Linked DNA regions of Mus musculus: region 1 is linked to region 2. The links are chromatin contacts, called in public Hi-C maps. All regions are on one chromosome and are shown on one strand. The core of a region is the stretch at or near the end of the contact, and the rest is flanking DNA. Distances in the headings are between cores, read along the strand shown. Region 1 has its middle 49 kb from the start of Tmem158. Region 2 holds the start of Tmem158 (transmembrane protein 158).

Region 1 (5,917 bases), core at 1,289-3,788, 48 kb after region 2:
AGACTCAGTTTATACACTTATTAATATGAAACTATAATTTGAAGCCCGTATCTCTGGAAGAAACTTTATTCAGTTATTTTTATTAATGGTATCCATGGCTCTGATACTATGATTTTTAAAAAGATGCCCATTTGAAAAATATTTTAAAACAGTTCTGTTCAGCTGTAAATTCTCTCTTAAGCTCTGACCATAATTCTTGTATTTTATTTGGGAAGAAAAGAACTGTTTCTGATGGCATGAAATGAACATTTTTAAAGTTTTTTTTTAAACTTTTAGTACAGAATTTTATTTTAAGAACTATTAGTGAGAAACTGATGCAGGTAATTGAGTGTGAGGCACTAATTCCTGGTCAACTATGGAAATCTGTTTCTTCTCTAGTCCCCCCAAGGAGAAATGTCACACCGAGTGTCCAACACAGTGATCCTCAAATATACTTCTAAGCAAAACAAGGGCTTTGTTTACTCAGTCTTCAGATTTTACTGTTCTGAATTTTATTCTGAAACTCAAGTTTACCCCAAACCATCATTGACATAGTAGCTTCATCAAGCACAGTAGAATGCAAGTCCTCAAAGCAGCAGTGCAGGCAGGGAGGCCCTATGTACCTCCCAGCTTCGGGGAAACACAATTGACCGCACCCAATTAGCAACAAATCTATCTCATGCTATTCGGGAGGTGTCAGTCTAAGTCCTGACGACGAGACGTGGATCTCTACCTATCTACACATCTCATCTTGATGTCCTGAGGTTGCCAAAGGGACTCCTCACAGCTTAGCTTTGCCCGGCTGAAGCTGAAGGTTCTGTAGTTTCATGGCCAGTCCCATGTTACCAGCAATCTTCAGTTTCCCTTGAAAGAAGGCCGACTGAGGGTTCATTTTTCCAGTCATCAAAGCCAGCAAGTCTGAGTCGGCCATGGTGATTGTGCAGTCAGCCTTCTTATCTGAATTGGGAAGCACAGATCCTTTGCCATTCTTCACATCCACCACCCAGGTAGCTTCTTTGCCGCCAGGGCCATCTTTCACTTTGAAGGCAAAAATGCCACCGATTTTCTTCACGAACTGTTCCCCTTCCTCTTCAAGCTTCTTCTCAATCTCCTTAAAGACGAGGTTTGCCTTGAATCCATCCCCTGCAGAGCTGGTGGGAGCAGCTGAAACCTGGTGCGTCCTGAAGGAGCTGGCAGCTTCGGGAAAACCCATCCTGTAGAGGGTGACAACCACAGCTCCTCCGAGGCCTAGATTGTGCTCGACAAGGTATTTTCTAAGACGCCTGAACTTAGATGGTTGTTTTGCTCTGCAACTGCGGTTTTTAGCCTCTAAAATGTCTACATTGCTAATCGGTTGCCCTAATAGGTAAAAGTTTAAAACTCACATTTGTTTTCTAGTATTTGTTATTATGTGTATGTGTGTGCACATGTCTACAGAGGGCAGACATTGTGACCCCCCCTGGAGTTAGAGTCACAGGCAGTTGTGAGCAGCCTGATGTGGCTCTGCTCCTCTTCAAGAACAATACATGCTCTTAGCCTCTGAGTCGCCTCTCCAGACTTGACAGTTGTTTTCTAACTCAATAGGTACATATTCGATTCTTTCTCTCTCTCTCTCTCTCTCTCTCTCTCTCTCTCTCTCTCTCTCTCTCTCTCTCTCTCTCTCTCCCTCCCTCCCTCCCTCCCTCCCTCCCTCCCTCCCTTTCTTTCTTTCCTTTCCTTTTTTTTTTTTTTTTTTTTTTTCTTTTCTGACAGGGTTTATCTGTGTAGCCCTGGCTGTCCTGGAACTCACTCTGTAGACCAGGCTGGCCTCGAACTCAGAAATCTGCCTGCCTCTGCCTCCCGAGTGCTGGGATCAAAGGTGTGCGCCCCCGCCGCCTGGCTTGTTTTTGTTTTTATGACAGGATCTCCTGCAGCCCAGGCTGACCTTAAATCCATTGTATAGCGGAGGACGACTTTGAACTACTGAGCCCTTGTCTCTGCTTCCCAAACCCTGCGATAGCAGATGTGGCCACTGTACCTGGCCTATCTCTGCCATTCTTATTTTAAAGAGTTTAAAGGTACATTGGCTTGTTTGAGCATTGGCAAGGGCAGGTGTGAGGTGCTGCCAGCATACGTTAGGATTCAGGCAGGAATGACAGAACTGGGAACTGGACCAAATCAAGAGAGATCCTGGAAGTAGAATTAATAGGACTTGGTAGAGACTGAATGTGGTAATGAGTGGGCAGCTGAAGGGTGACTCTAGGCCTCCTCTGCATGGACAACATGGAGGATTACCCATGTAAAGAAATGGGAAACTGAACACTCTGGAAATTTCTTCATCTCACAGCATCAGGAGGTCCCTGGGTGAAACTTAAAGTTCAAGTTTCTCATGTGTACTTGAGAAAAGGAATGGAAAGTGACCAAGGCAAAGCAATGGAACACAGCATTGTGGGAAGAAAGGGTGGGCTCCAGCATGGAACTCGGAGAAGCAATAGAAGCAGCTTTTAGTTAAGCCTCGAGGGAGAGGCAGGATTCCATTTATCATGTGCTGATGACTAAACAGCTCTGCAGAAGTAGGGGGTGGGGTGAGGGTGACATGGGTTCCTGATGATTCAGAGGCGGATCTCCCTCTGCAGTTTGATGATGGATTGGTACATTAAACGGTAGAAAAGTTCCATTCCAGAGTCCCCATAGACAGGCAGCACGTCAGGAGCTTCTCCAGTCCTCTCTTCTAGATGCTGAGAGCTGGAGGTGGGGGGAGGAGGGGCCATATTTCAGATCGTACAGAAACTGCGACATCAGGTTCGTTTGAGAGAAGTAAGAAATGGGCTGGCTAGCCAAGGAGAAATGTGCAGGGAATCGAATTCTCTTTGAAAGATTAAGATGTGAACAGATAATGGCTAGGCTGCATATAAAAAGAGGGGCTTGGGGCTGGCAAGCTAGCTCAGTTGGTAGTATTTGCTTCACAGACCTGAGGATCTGAGCTCACTCCCCTAGAATCCAGGTTAAAAAAAAAAATCAACGAGAGGTGGCTCCCACTTCTATCCCCAGTGCTGGGGAGGCAGACACAGATAGAGCCTTGGGGCTGTCAAGTCTCCTGCATTGTGACACCAGAAGTTGACCTCTGGCCTCTACATGCAAGTACATAGATAAGAGTCTCTCCCCTGCCTCCCCCACTGGCCCACAGTCTACAATTCATAGCCCAACACCTATAAATCAGTCCGACAGAGTGGATATTTAATCAGTAACTGCCTCTCATTTGTGTCCCCTTTCAACTTAGGACTGATTTTTAAAAAAGAAAACCAAATATGAACTCTCAATCATGTGGGGCACCCTGCTTTTAGATAGCCTGTTCTGTTTGCTTCATGTCCACAACCCCTAATCAGAGGCTGTATGAAGCTATTTCCTACTGGCCAGCCTTCCCACTCTGCTTGTCTTTGAGTTTATGTCAGATATAGATAGTTGTTGCTGACTCACATCTATAGCAAGTTCTGAATAAGCAGCATTTCTTGGTTCTCCCTGGAGTGCCCCTTTATTCCATAGAGACCTCTTGTTGATGCTAGCTACCTTGTTAGGGAGCTGGAGAGTGGGGAAGGCAGATGTGGGTCTTGATCTTGCTCTACTCAGGTTGGTTCTTCTTTAGCAATGCAGCCACATCTGGCCATCAGCCCAACACTTCCTAGTGCAACAGAGAAGAACGGGCCATCTGCTGGGACACTCTCTAGTAAGTAGCTGTTCTACATGTGTACATGCACACAATCCTGAAGTCACTTGCAAGCCATGGGTTTTACTAGTGTAGAGTCTAGAGATTCAAAATGTGGCTTGCATGTTTTCAGAGTACCTGCAGGGCTGTCTGGAAAGGGGTTTCAGGCTGGCTTTGTCACATTCTGACTGTATGACCTTGAACAAGTCACCGAACTCATGGGAGCGCAGCATCTCCTCAGGCTTATTTTTTCAGCCATGTCCTATATCAGCTGCAGCTAGGTCTCCTAGACCACTTGTTACATATTTCTTTTCTGGGATTCTACACCAGAATTAATTAATTCTACACCAGAATTAATAAATCAGAGTCTCCCATGATGGGCTGAGAATCAACACAAAGAGCCAGCTACCCAAGTAAGCTTTCTACTCATTAAAGTGTGAGAACCTCAGAGGTGCTGCTTCTTAGGCACTTGAGAGACTACAGTGATGGTCAAGACCCAGTCTCCCTCCTCACTGAAGCCTTAAGAGAAAATACATTCAGGGCAAAGCAATGAATAATAAATAGAAATTAAGAAACAAAGCATTGTGGGAAGAAGGGTTGGGCTCCAGTATGTGACTCTGAGAAGCAGGTATTATAAAATCATAGAGTTATAGAAGCAGGTATATTTCAGTTAAGTCTCAAAGGAGAGGTGCAATTCCATTTATCATGTGCACTTGAGAAAAGAAATGGATAGTGACCATAGACCACAAAGATGCTGTTGTGTCAGCTTTTGCTGCATAAGAATTATCTCAATACTTAGCAACATAAAACACCTACATTTTTTTTTTTTTTTTTTTTTACATTCCCTAGTCCAGAGCAGCTGAGTGGTTTGGTGGCTCTGACCTGCTTTGCTCAGGTGTCCATAGCCAGCAAGCAGGTTAGCTAGTGAGTGTAGGATGGCATTATTCATCCTTATGAAGCTGGCTAGTTGTTAATTGGGGTGACTAGCCTGGCCTGCCGAGAGGGCAGAACTTGCAAGATGTCTTATAAACTGAGGTTCTGTAGGGGGATAGGTGGAGGGAGTCACACCTACATTAAAGATTTTAACACCCAAATTAAAAGCTGTACAAGGCCAGTTAACTGATTAAAACTTTGTAATGATAGAGATTTGGAATGTTGCAGATCTAGAGCCAAATGATCTTGGACCATCTTTACTCCCTTAGTCATCATTCACTGCCCACTTTTATGTCTGACCTCAGGATTATCAGGTGAAACCTTCTGGGCCGTATTAATAGACAGCCTAGCTTCCAGCAACCAAAAGAATATCAGCAGACAGCACCTAAGACCTATTGCAGAGATGTTTCTCATTTTACTATAGCCTGCCTCCCTGATGTTTTCACCAATGTATTTGAAAGATGTCCTGGTTTATGACTGGATTCCCCTCCCCCCATCTATATTAAAAAGTTCATGAAAGACTTTCTATATTGAAACACATTATTCTTGGCAACCCAAGTCTGTGTTCTCAAGCCATGGTCACTCTATTTGAATAAATTATGTCTTAATCCCCTTTGTAATGAGAACTGTGTTTTGTATGTCACCCCACTTCGAGGGCCCAGGGACATCACAGAAAGAAAAGAAAGAAAGAAAGAAAGAAAGAAAGAAAGAAAGAAAGAAAGAAAGAAAGAAAGAAAGAAAGAAAGAAAAAGAAATGAAGGAAGGAAGGAAGGAAGGAAGGAAGGAAGGAAGGAAGGAAGGAAGGAAGGAAGAAATCTGACATGTGGAGTGAATCTGTGGAAAGGAGATGGACTGAGCTGGAAAGAGACACACATGCTGGGTCTCATGGGCTAGAAAAACCCAGCTGCAGCATATTGTGTGTGGACAAGGAAGAGGAGAGACCAACACATTCACAGGGAGGAGCTACTGGTTGACCATGACCGTGGCTGCAGTTTCTGCCAACCGACCCATCTCTTAGAGTTCTTTCTGAAGATTTTGAGCTACCTGAAGCTAAGAAAACCTAGCAGAGTGAAGAGGGGGGGTGGTGGTGGAGAAATTTTATATATTCCATCCCAAGGAGAAACCACCCAAGATTACGGCAAGTGTGGTGTCTGAAAAGTAATAGACTGAACATGGTGGCAAGGACTGAGTCGGACAGAACAGCCTGAGGAAGTATGGATTTCCTGGGTACCTGGGCTTGAGAGGAGAACTGACTGGGTAGTCAAGAGAAGTGATTGGGAACTCTGTTCCCTCTATATTCTCTTTGACTTTCTCTGCTGGAAC
Region 2 (5,461 bases), core at 1,496-3,995:
GAGCAAGTTTAATGTTTCAAAAGCAGGTATGAATGAGATGGAGCAAAGGAATACATCTTTATTTTATTTTGACAGGGTCTCATTATGTAATCCAGGGCAGCCTTCAACTGCGGTCAGATTCCCTAGTACTGGAATTACAGTACTTAAATGCCTTAAATTTACTTTTGTGTTAAGCTGAGAAAGATCTTTGCTCTGCAGATAACTCAAAGAATCTGAATCTACCACGTAGCAGACAGGTTCTACCACAGAAACACAGAGTTACAGCTATTGGTTACCTTTTACCAAGAACTTGTTAATGCTAAATAAACATCTCAGAATTTGATACTAGCATTTGAAACATGCCACCTGCTTAACTTACCAAACAGAATGTAATCTATGTCTTACAATCAGCCATTTTCAGGTCTGGGAAGATGGCTCAGTAAAAGTGCCCGGTACTTAAGCAGGAGGACCTGAGTTCAGATCTCCAACATGCATGTGAAAAGCCAATCTTAGTGGTGTATGCTTATAATCTCGGTACTGGGGAGACAGGGACAGGAGGACGCTGGCCAGCCAGTCTAGCTGAATCTACCTGCTTGGTGTTTAGAGACAGACCAAGATAAAAACTAAGGTGGAGAGTAACTGGAGAAGGCACTTGACTCTGACTCCCCCACACAAATGCATTCAGGAGTGAGTGGGCACACACAAGAACATGTATATATACTGTATATTCACCACACCTACCGAGGTGGTTCTGTGAAAGACACTTGGCTCACAGAACTATTTATTGATTTTCCTGGGGCACCATGTGAAAACAAACTATGCCAAGCGCTGTGAACCTGTGCTCTGTAGAAAGGACGTACGTGTCTGGGGCCCAGTGAACTGATTAGCAATCCCCATCGGAACCATTCTGAAAGCGATTTCACCTGTCTCAGCCAGGAAGACAGATGGCGCCCCTCTTTTCAGGAATTTCTTCATGATTCATTTGCGTCTTGGATCCCTCTCCCAAAAGCAAATAAAGGAAACATACACATTTCTGGAGGAAAATGTCTGTATTAAAAGCCAGAAAACCACATTAATACAAGAAGAAACGCCCACCAGGCCATGTCACTGAATAGATCGACTTGGAAAAGATTCATAAAGTTCTTTTGTAAGCAATTACAATAAATCCGTGTCAAATCTTCCCTCGTCCCCCCCTTTAAAAAAACAAACAAGAAGCTTCAAATACAACTACATTCAGATACAAAGAGCTCCTGTTACCACAGCTTTAGCAGTTGAATCTTTTTGTTTTGTATTTTTTTTTACTAAAACTTTCATTTAAAACAGTTATTAAATATATAAAACAAATACACAGGATCTGGTCACTTTCTGCCATAAATAAAGGGCATGTGGGCGCAGGGAGGGGGTGCCGCAGGGGAAAGAGCCGGTTTCCCTTGTGTCCTCGAGCCACGCGTGGATCCCACCCTTCAGCCCGAGAGCTTGCCCCTGCTCTTCCGAACCAGAACCTCAGCACAAACCCCACTTTCCCACCTCATTTGTGCCTCTCTGCGGTCCCCTCCCGGGAAAAGGATGAACAATAAGGACAGCACGAAGCGCACCTGCCCCGTCTCCGGTGAGGAAGGCGCGTGCGAGCGCTTACACAGCGCGGACGCGGGGCGGAGGGGGTCACTTAGGAGCCACCCCCGAGGTGACAGCCGCGGCAGCAGCAGCAGCAGCTGCAGCAGCGGCGGCGGCAGCGGCGGTAGTCCCCGCGGGTACGGCTGCAGGAGCGGCCGCGGGGGCGCCGGCGGTGGTCCGGCGCTGCTCCATGCCGTTGGGCAGGAAGCCGGCAATGATGGGCACCGGCCAGATGAGGGCGGCCACGCTCCACACCACGATGACCAGGGTCATGAAGCAGGCCACCAGCGTAGACTCGATGGGCTTGCGGTTCAGCCGCCAGCCCGGCTCGCCCTGCAGCTCCTCCAGGCTGAAGTCCAGGCAGCAGAAGTGACGAGGCTCGCCCTGCAGCCACAGCGGCCCCGGCTCGGCCGCCGGGTAGGCAGGCAGCGCGGTGGGAGCCCCGGCGGGAGCCCGCAGGCGGCCGCGCACCCAGCCGCAGCCCACGCACAGGCGCAGGTCTTGCTGCGCGCCGCCCGCCGCCAGCCCCAGATGCTCGATGAGCAGTGGTGGCCCGACGCGGTGGAAGGCGGCGGCGAAGAAGGCGCGGCCGTGCGCGTTGGTAGAGAAGAGCAGCAGGTCGCACTGCAAGCCCCGCGGGCGGCCCCAGCGCACGAGCAGCGAGCTCAGCATCTGTCGTTGCACGCTGATGTTGCAGGGCGCCGCCGGAGCCTCCTCTGGGCCCGCGCGCTCTGGGGGCGCCGATGCCGCCGATGCCAGCAGACGCGGGGTGGAGTGTTCGTTGGTGAAGGACGCATTGGCCGAGGCGTTTGGGGGCGTCCCTGCAAGGCCGGGCGCATCCGTGGCCCCGCCGTGCGCCGGCGGCAGCTGGCAGGCGGCGGCCAGTAGCGCGGCGAGAAGGGGCAGCATGGCCTGTGGCGAGCGCCTACGCGCGCGGGGCAGGCGGCGGCTGCATGGCGCGCAGGCGACCGTCCGGTGAGGGAACCGCGGGGCCTGGAAGGCCGAGGCGGAACTCTGCCAGTGTATTGGGACGACACCGGCTCACGGGCCGCGATGGCCTCTTCAGACTCCGCTCGTCGAGGTTCCGCTGCCCCCAGAGCTGGGGCCCTTGGACGGCCAGGAGGCTCTGCTGGCTCGCGGCGAAACGAGAGAGGATTCCCCTGCTCGGCTCCGCCTTCCGCGCGCCCCGCCCCCGGCTCACCGGGTGCGGGGAATTGGGAGGGCGGGGCTCCACTCGCAGGGGCGGGAACTGAAGACCTGAGCGACAGGGCGGTGCGTGGAGGCGGAGCGAGGGGACCCCCGAGGGCGGGAAGCCCAGAGCGAGTCCCGGAGCCCAGACAGTCCCTCTGTCACGCCCCCAGGAGAGCTAATCAGTACCTCCTTTCTGCTTAGGAGAAACTAAGAAGGGAGAAAGTCTCCGGGCTACCTCAGGAGCCAGAGACAGGACTCTTGTACCTTTCTGCTGAGTTCAGAAATTCAGATCTGGAGTCTGGCTGGTTTTAATGTGTCTTCACCACAATAGATACATATGGGTTTTTTTGTTGTTGTTGTTGTTTTGTTTTTTGTTTTGTTTTTGTTTCGTTGTTTTGTTTTACAGGAAGAGAACTCATAAAAAAATCCTCAAAATTCTGAAGTTTTGGTGTTGGTTGGGGCAATGGGAATGCAAATCCCACAGGTCGGATGCTTGAGGACACCTGCAGTCTAGTGTGCACATAGACACAAAAAATTTGTATGTTAGAGTCCATGAATATCAGTCTTCCGGGATGTATATTGTGGAGAGGTGGAGTTGTCAAGAGTAATTTAATAGGATACAATTTATATTAAGAAGCCTACCTGAGTCCTGAGCTTGATGGTACAAGTCTGTAATCCCAAGTGAGAATCCAGAGTCCAAGTTCCTTGGAGAGGCCAGCCTGGGCTACCTGAAAACCTGTCTCAAATAAACAAAATCCAGTACTAAGGTGGTGAGGAGAATTATGAGTTTGAGGACAGCCTGGGCTACACAGAAAGATGCTTTCTGTAAAGAACAAAAAACGTTCTTGGGAAGAAGAGGCAGCTCAGTTGGAAGGGTGCTTTCCTAGTGTCCTAGCAAGCCCAGGGTTCAATCCCCATCACAAAAAGGAGCAAACTGCACTTCCCTTGTTTTCTGGCCTCACACTTGGAAACTAATGTCAACTGACCCCTAAAATGGCTTGAAACAGTTGTGCTCTGTAAATCTAAGAGTGACCCTCCCTCTAAGCCAGCTAAGCTTTCCCAAGGGCCTGTGAAGGACAGGATGACAGCCATTGCTGGGTACAAAGTGCTAAATATATTTCTCTAAATAGTTCTCTCTCTCTCTTTCATTCTTTCTCCTGCTCTTTCTTTTGAGTCAAGGTTTCACTTCGTAGCTTTAGCTGTCCTGGAACTTATTATGTAGACCAGACCGGCCTCAAACTCTCAGAGATCCACTTGCCCCTGCTTCTTGAGTTCTGGGACTAAAGCCATGTACCACTAAACCCATCTTCTAAGTTGTTTTCTAACAAATAGTAACATTGGAATGAGGGAGAGACACAGGTAGACAGAGAGAAAGTGGGGAGAGAGAGAAGGGAGAGAGAGAGCCTTATAAACAGAATTCCCCAAAGTACCAAGTCTTCTCTGTTGGTCTTGGTTCCCTGAGTGACAGCCGGGCGGCTGGCACCCACCCTGCATGGGACTGTGTTATGTTAATGGAGCTTGCAGTCCAGCATCTACCCCACCTTCTCAGTGCTGGCCAGTTGGTTATCTATTCCTGCAAATCCAGCCCAGTGTGACTGGATTCTTGGTCTCTGTAAAAAAGGTTGATGTCCCTGAGGCACAGGACACACATCTATCTATCTATCTATCTATCTATCTATCTATCTATCTATCTATCTACTTTTGTGTTCCCAGATGGGACAATGTGCAGTTTCATGTTCTTATTTAAAATGACTTATCCTTTTAAGGAACAAAATATACTACCTGGTGTGGCAGCCTTGTTTAAATATGAGCCTACTTCAAAACAGGGATATCATGTGATCCCTAGGGCTTAAAGGGGCCTAGTTGTCAAGGATTGAGTCTTGAGTCAGGTCTCTATCCATGACAGCAGGTGACATTTTCTGGAACTTTAGGCAGGAACATGCTGAGCTTCTTAGGGGTTCCCTTACTGTGTCTGTACAATGGAGGTGGGGGTGGGGATGGGGGTGGGGGAAACTTGGAAGGGAAAATGACAGACTTGTTTGCAGTTGCGTATGATGGCATGCAACTGTAACAGCACTTAGAAAATTGAGGGAGGATCAGGAGTTCAAAGCCAGCTTGACATAGTTCAAGTCTAGACTGGAATGCCTGAGACCCTGTCTCAAAAACCAACCAACCAACCACAAGCAAAGAAGCAAGTCTGGTTTGGAGAGCCAAGAAGTCCCTGCCAAGTTGTTGACATGATAGCCCTTCACACCTTCATCCAGACAAGTTACCTTCTGTCTTGTCTGCTGGTATATGACAGAGGCTCTGCTAGTACTTATTCCCTGACGAATCTGCCCATTTAAAAGCTCTGATTAACTACTGTAAGCATTCTTGAGGGTCAGTTGCTTTACTTATGACACAACAGCATTATGGTGTGATGATACCGGTGTCACCAGAAGAAAGCTGCTTGTTTCCCACGTGCTGGATTTACAGGTGAGCGCCACTACGCCCAGCTCACGCTACCTTTCCTCGCCATCACTGCTGTGTGTGCTCTTCCCTTCAGCTTACTAGGCTCACGGAACACAAGCCAGGAGTTAGAGTGCCCAGGGCCCGGTCACTGAGAGGGTCTGTCTGCTGGTGAGAGCTTGGCCTGAGCTGTAGCTGTTCACGGGTTGAGGTTCCTTTTTACCACGCC

What was found. Hi-C and Micro-C count contacts between places; a contact is called where the count stands out from the background.
Region 1: a Hi-C map of the N1E-115 cell line shows a contact between it and region 2, with 5 times the contacts expected there. The contact joins the enhancer-like site here to the promoter of Tmem158 in region 2. A contact is called at or near these places in 4 of 39 promoter capture datasets (the 3T3-L1 cell line, 3T3-L1-derived adipocytes and macrophages), 4 of 484 Hi-C or Micro-C datasets (the AML12 cell line, the HPC-7 cell line, the N1E-115 cell line and 1 more), 3 of 115 datasets of contacts at active chromatin or transcription factors (bone marrow-derived macrophages, embryonic stem cells and neural progenitor cells) and 1 of 9 other capture datasets (macrophages).

The regions. Positions count from the first base shown.
Region 1 is chr9:123,306,748-123,312,664 of GRCm38.p6, forward strand. It overlaps the pseudogene Scp2-ps2. Among named protein-coding and RNA genes, the nearest start is that of Tmem158, 49 kb to the left of the region's middle. Within about 2 kb of position 2,539, at least 42 of the 459 cell types and tissues checked have an H3K27ac peak or open chromatin away from gene starts, as enhancers often do. A contact at or near this core is called in the N1E-115 cell line, bone marrow-derived macrophages and macrophages, where this site is marked.
Region 2 is chr9:123,258,044-123,263,504 of GRCm38.p6, forward strand. Tmem158 (transmembrane protein 158) reads right to left here and starts at 2,746. Exons shown (of 1, transcript NM_001002267.2): 1 at 1,014-2,746. The coding sequence starts at 2,502. The coding sequence ends at 1,642.